Regions from separate parts of the Zea mays genome. Here region 2 is linked to region 1. A link is a contact called in public Hi-C data. All regions are on one chromosome and are shown on one strand. The core of a region is the stretch at or near the end of the contact, and the rest is flanking DNA. Distances in the headings are between cores, read along the strand shown. Region 1 holds the start of LOC100281983. Region 2 holds the start of LOC100279232 (HR-like lesion-inducing protein-related).

Region 1 (3,040 bases), core at 313-2,812:
TAGCTATTTCGTTCCATACCTTGGTCACACAGTAAAATGTCTTCCCAGACGCCCATATCCTGCGGCCTATGATGTACTCCCTGTCGCTGCAGAAGAACGGGAACTGCACGCGAGAACCACGCATCGTCGGTTTATATAAGCAGCCTGCGCCATGGTTTGAGCTCAATAATCACCAGCAGAGATGTGTGGATGCAGAACGGCTCACCTTCCTGACCCACCGGACCACCATGGTTCCAGTCTCGGTGCACTCCTCCAGCGTCTCGTGCTGAAGAAGCATGTCGTCCCAGCTGTTCTTCATCCGGAACTCATCGTCCCAGAAGAAATCTCTCACAACCTCCGGTGACGCGTCCTCGAAGATTGTGCTGCTGCGGTACTGTGGTGGACCACTCTGGAATGAAACAAACACACACACACACAAATAAATAAATCAATTCGACGAGTTCTCTCTAGCCATTTAACAGTGGGATGAAGAAAAGACTTGCTGCTGCATACCGGTGGGTCTCTCCGCCAGGCTTGGTACCTCATGGTTGGTAAGGTGCGGTCCATCATGTGAATCCACGACGGGCCACCGTCCTTCTCGTCGACGAGCCGCCAGAGGTGCAGCAAGTCACCGGTGTTGACCGCCAGCTGCTGCTGCTCGTCCTCGGCCGCCGCATGAGCCACCACAGTTCTGCAGACACCGGCGCAGCAAATCCTTTACAGACAATTCAGGGTACAATCACAAGAGGTCGCGCATCCAGCGAGCGAACGAACGGACGGACGGACGGACGCCTCACCTCGGTACGACGGCGGCCGCCTCGTTGCGAGAGACCACCGCGGTGGCGGTGGCGCGGTCCGGAGGAGGCGCCGCCGCGGGGAGCTGCGCCATCTGTTGGGCGTTGTCGACCGTGACGACCCCCGCCCACCTCGGGCGCCACGCCCACCCGATGAGAAGGCCGACGAGCGCGGCGAGCGAGAGCGGCGCCGCCAGCGCGGCGAGCTCCAGGGCGGCGCCGCCGAGGGTCTGCTGGCGAAAGATCCCCATCAGTAGATCGAGGAGAGCCGACATCTTGGTTGGCAACTGGAATCCGCAGCAAAAGATCCGATCTTCCACCACAGAATCCTCGAGACACGTCGCGAGAACTCAAATGTTCGCCGCCGACAGGGGCGATATGCCGCACCGGTAGCTGAGAAGAGTTTTGGGTGTAAAAGATTGGAGACTCTGGATAGTCACGCCAAAATCTCTCTCGTCAGTGAGGCCGCTAATGGAATAATGGGGGTACACCTTCTCTAAAGGAACTAGCGGTGACAAGTGACGAAAAAGAAACCAGGGGAGGAGACGAGCCCGGTGGGCAGAAGGAGCTGATGCGAAAATCGGGTCGGGGAAAAAAATCCAGACGAGGTCGAGAGCTGTAGAGGCGCGGAACGTGTGGCGGAGGCGAGGCGGGAGATGCGTGAGGGATAAGGATCGGAGTCCTCTGGCCTCGGGCCGCGCCAGCGCGAGATTTTGCAGCAGCGGAAGAAAAGAAAAAGAAAACGAATCGGGAGGAAGAAGACAAGCCCGGCCCCGGGGAGAAGGGAGGGGATTGTTGGTGTGGTCTGTGGTGGCGATCGCGAGGCGAGGGGATCCGCGGGCGCGGGCGAAGTAGATATAGCTCTCTCTGGTCAGGTACTCAGGCGGGCCTGGAGCTGCTGGACTGTGGCTGCGGGCGGAGGCGCGAGGTCCTCGTGTTTTTTCTGCGGTGGACGGAGGTCACTGGTCCGGGCTCCTCTCCGTCCGCGGCTCGGTTTCGTCAGCTCCACTCGCTCGTTTTCCTTGCTGCCGGAGCCGGAGTGGAGTGGTCAGGGAAAGCGATGGTTCCACACGGATGACCCCGGACCGGCGGAGCGCGTGACGGCTGGGCACGAGCGCGGCGTGGAGATACGGTGGCCACAGCCGCGTGCGGGCATCCACGTCCTACGTAGTACTGTGGCATGTATAGGTACCCCGTACCTATGATCACAACCGCCACTGCAGACTGCACGGAGGAATTGAAGTTCTCGCACTGGTCGGTATTAGATGGTGCTCAATAGTCCGACACCAGACAGTGTTTGTTTTAGAAGAGGACATATTTGGTGCACATATTAAATCATCACAATACATCTCATATCTAACGTTTCTGGTTGATCATTTTAATTTATAATTAACACTTCCACCACTACACCCCACTACGTTACAGGATGTCCTAGTAAATTATATCAAGCAACTAGAGACGTTTTATCTAAGATGAGTGGTGGTGGTTTAATACGTGCATCATGTGCACTAAATATCCATGTGCACCGATATGTTCTCAAGAAACCAAACACCCCCTTATTACTTTAGGAGTAACACAAATAAGATGATGTTTGAATCTATTAGAGCTAATAATTAGCTACTAAAATTAGTTGAATACATTCAAACAGTCTAACTAATAGTTCAACTATTAGTTATTTTTAGCAAATTATCTAATAGTTAACTAGTTATTAGTTAGCTAGCTAATTTGACTAACATTTTAGCTAACTAACTATTAATTATAGTGCATTCAAACACCCTCTAAACTAAGTTTCATGCTCACCCTTCGTTCTGTCTATTTCAGGGGGGAAATAGAATGAACGAAGAAAACATTGAGAGTCAATAGAAAACAAATAATGAATAATAAAAAAATGAAAATAACATAATGTAAAGATAAAACATATGATTCAACCTTATTGAACAATGTTTCTTTTTTTCCTTTTATCATTTAACAAAGGATTACAAATATACATTTGGCTACTTAAAAGTTTTTTTTAATAACGAACTCCACTCATTTATAGGCGATTTGCATTATCCGTTGGATAAAAATAAATATCATAATCAAGTAGATAATGTGATGACTGCCTATCTCTTTCGAGAAGGAGTCCTTCCCCACCGCACCCCAAAAGGTCATTTTCAATAACGAGCACCGAGAAGGTGTTTTTCGGATCTTCGGTACAAAGCCTCCTTTGTTTATTCCGTGATCTAAACTTGTTATGAAAAATAAACTATTCTCACGAGAGGCTACTA
Region 2 (3,040 bases), core at 238-2,737, 360 kb after region 1:
AGTCATATGTTTAAAGGGATACATCAGTTTTACAATAAAAAATGGATCTTCACCAAAAGCACAAGCCAAATGTGGCATACAAGCTAGTACTGCTCAGTTGTTTTTAATGCATTTTCTCCCACTCCCATGTATCAGTTTTTGGTTAGCAAACCATAACTTCAGTATTTGAAATATCTGGTTGGACACCAAAAAACAACACTAGCAGTTAGCAGAGTGATATGTTTAAAGGGATACATCAGTTTTACAATAAAAAATGGATCTTCACCAAAAGCACAAGCCAAAAGGAGAGAATGCATAACGCGTTAATGATAAGACCATAACCATGCAACCGAAGTTAAGGATTGTGTTTTTATTGGATAGGATGATATGAACAGCGGTTGAAGTTATGAGTTGGGCACTGCAGATTTGCTGGTTATGGCTCCAGAAACTGACCATAATCGGCCATGGACAGGTCTTGAAATCCCAACTAATTCTAAAGCCCTGGCTTTGTTCAATATAGCTATGGAATCAATGGTCAGCAATGGCATTCTACTTTATTTTGGTGTGACAAGTAGTTATTGGGTTGCTCAATCAAGGATTTTGCACCAACAGTGCTAGCTGCTGTCCCAATGAGGCAACAAAAATTACAAACAGTGCCATCTTATTGGGAGAAGCTAGAGAGGATCGCATCAACACTCTCACCCGAGTAGTTGCTGCCCTCAACACCGACCTCGACGGCGCCACCTCAGAGCTAGCAAAGACCCATGGAGAGCTACAGGATGCTCATGCCAGGTTGCTCAGCTAGAGGCTCAGCTCGCTGGACAGGATCCACGGAAGGTTACGGATGATGTTTCCTGCCCTGCCATATCACCACTTTGTAAGAAGCTCCTTTATGGATCACTTTGTTCCATCACCAGTCTTCTAGACCAGGCTCTTAGGATTGGTTATCTTAATCGGATGTTTCGACTAGAACCGTTCTTGTGAGGACGTGCAATGTAATGCTTTTGAGTTAACAAATGTTTGATTTGAGCCATTGTAATGATTGTGATGTTTTGTGAAGTGATGGCCACAAATGCATCATTAGATAAATAAGTTAAAGTCTAGTTAAGTTCAAAGCTTGTCCCACTTATCTATTTTATTAGCTTTATCAAGTTCCCCTTTCTTGTCTGAAACTCCACCTCTCTAATAAACCAGAAGGTAGGACCGGAGTACGACAGAATATTTTTGAATCAAAGACGTACTGAATTACCACCTCCACCACTAAATCCGAAAATGGAACAGTTCATAGCAACCCAAATGCAGTTACTGCAGAATCTCATCGCCTCCATACAGAATTTACAAGCTCAGCAGAACCACAACAGATTTACGGAAAAGGCAAGTGGATTTACCCATGCATATTCTTTTCAACCAAGAATAGCATAGTAATACACTTTACTTTTGTATTGTATTACACAATTGATGCCTTGATGGGTCCTACCTTGTCAACCTAGGTTTATCTTTTAAAGTTGAATAGATATATTAGTTTTTATAATTTAGTTCTTTGTGGTTTATAACAAACAATGACAAATATATTTTTTGGTATGCTTTTGATAATCACAAGATCATATATAATAATTGAAACACGGAGAACTACTCGAGAAAACGATGCAACCATAATTGTCACATGGCTCTGATTTTGGCTATTAACTTGATAAACTTAGCATAGTAATACACTTTACTTTTGTATTGTATTACACAATTGATGCCTTGATGGGTCCTACCTTGTCAACCTAGGTTTATCTTTCAAAGTTGAATAGATATATTAGTTTTTATAATTTAGTTCTTTGTGGTTTATAACAAACAATGGCAAATATATTTTTTGGTATGCTTTTGATAATCACAAGATCATAGATAATAATTGAAACATGGAGAACTACTCGAGAAAACAATGCAACCATAATTGTCACATGGCTCTGATTTTGGCTATTAACTTGATAAACTTAGTGCTTGATAATCTTACCTGAAAAGGGCAAGACGGGTAGGATTGATGGGGTATATATCGGTTCTCTTTGGGTAGTATACTGCGCCCTTTAAGGAGGATTTGTGCTCCACCATGACTTGAAACCTTAACAGATTATTTTGTATTAAGTAAATCTTGGTGAAAACCTCATAATGAATCCCTAGTCATTCACCTCGACAATATTTAAGGGCTTTCCAATCCCAGACTACAAGGGAGACACAATTTATGGTAAAAGTGAACTACCTCTACAGAGTGTAAAACTAACATATCAGTCGTACACTAGTACTGATGGTTAAGAGCAGTATATAACCTCACATGATAACTAAACTAAAAGATGGAACTAAATTGGGTTTTCTTGGTTTTGAGATAAGTCACAAGTGTTGGTTAATTCTTTTATGCTTAAGTGGGTTGATATATATACTTATATCCAATAATTAGATGAATGCTAATAAAATATGATCAAGTGATCAACTAAAATGCTAACCGCTATAGACCAATCAGACTCTCTTTGAAAGCCTTATTTTTTCTCCCAATTACTTACCAAAGTGTACTTACATTTACCTAATATGTTGTTTAGAAGCTTTTGATGTAGTGGAGTTCTTCGATAAGTTTGAAGAGTTCTAAGGCTTGTGTTCAACAGTCAAGTGCCTATGGGAATTTTGTCGTTACAGTTTTTGTTTAAGTATGTTGAAAGGTTAAAGACCTTCGAGTCTATTTTATTGGAGTGTAGTAAATGTTATATAATATTATGTTTACGTTTTGAACAATATATTTTGATATATACACTGATGTCCGTCAACATGTATGTGAAAAGGAATCCTGACACATACATTATACAACGTCAACATATGTGTAAATACAAATCCTGGCACACATATGATATACATTTGGTTGTCCTCAAAATCGAGTATGACTGCACAAACTTTTTCATTTGTACGCAGTATACACCTACGACTAATGGTAAAACTCGTATCATTGTGATACCTGGAGTACATAAAGATGCAGGTGTACACGGAAACTAGTTCAGGGATGCGAATGTGCGATGCACTGATATAGTAGAGC

What was found. A called contact is a pair of places that touch in the nucleus more often than the background predicts.
Region 2: a contact with region 1 is called in a Hi-C map of endosperm, with 3 times the contacts expected there. The contact joins the promoter of LOC100279232 here to the promoter of LOC100281983 in region 1. A contact is called at or near these places in 2 of 25 Hi-C or Micro-C datasets (endosperm and leaf).

Annotation. Positions count from the first base shown.
Region 1 is chr10:101,336,975-101,340,014 of Zm-B73-REFERENCE-NAM-5.0, forward strand. It overlaps LOC100281983, which reads right to left and starts at 1,563. Exons shown (of 6, transcript NM_001371811.1): 1 at 777-1,563; 2 at 493-670; 3 at 206-388; 4 at 20-103. The coding sequence starts at 1,048.
Region 2 is chr10:101,694,912-101,697,951 of Zm-B73-REFERENCE-NAM-5.0, forward strand. LOC100279232 (HR-like lesion-inducing protein-related) reads right to left here and starts at 1,488. Exons shown (of 4, transcript NM_001152254.1): 1 at 1-1,488.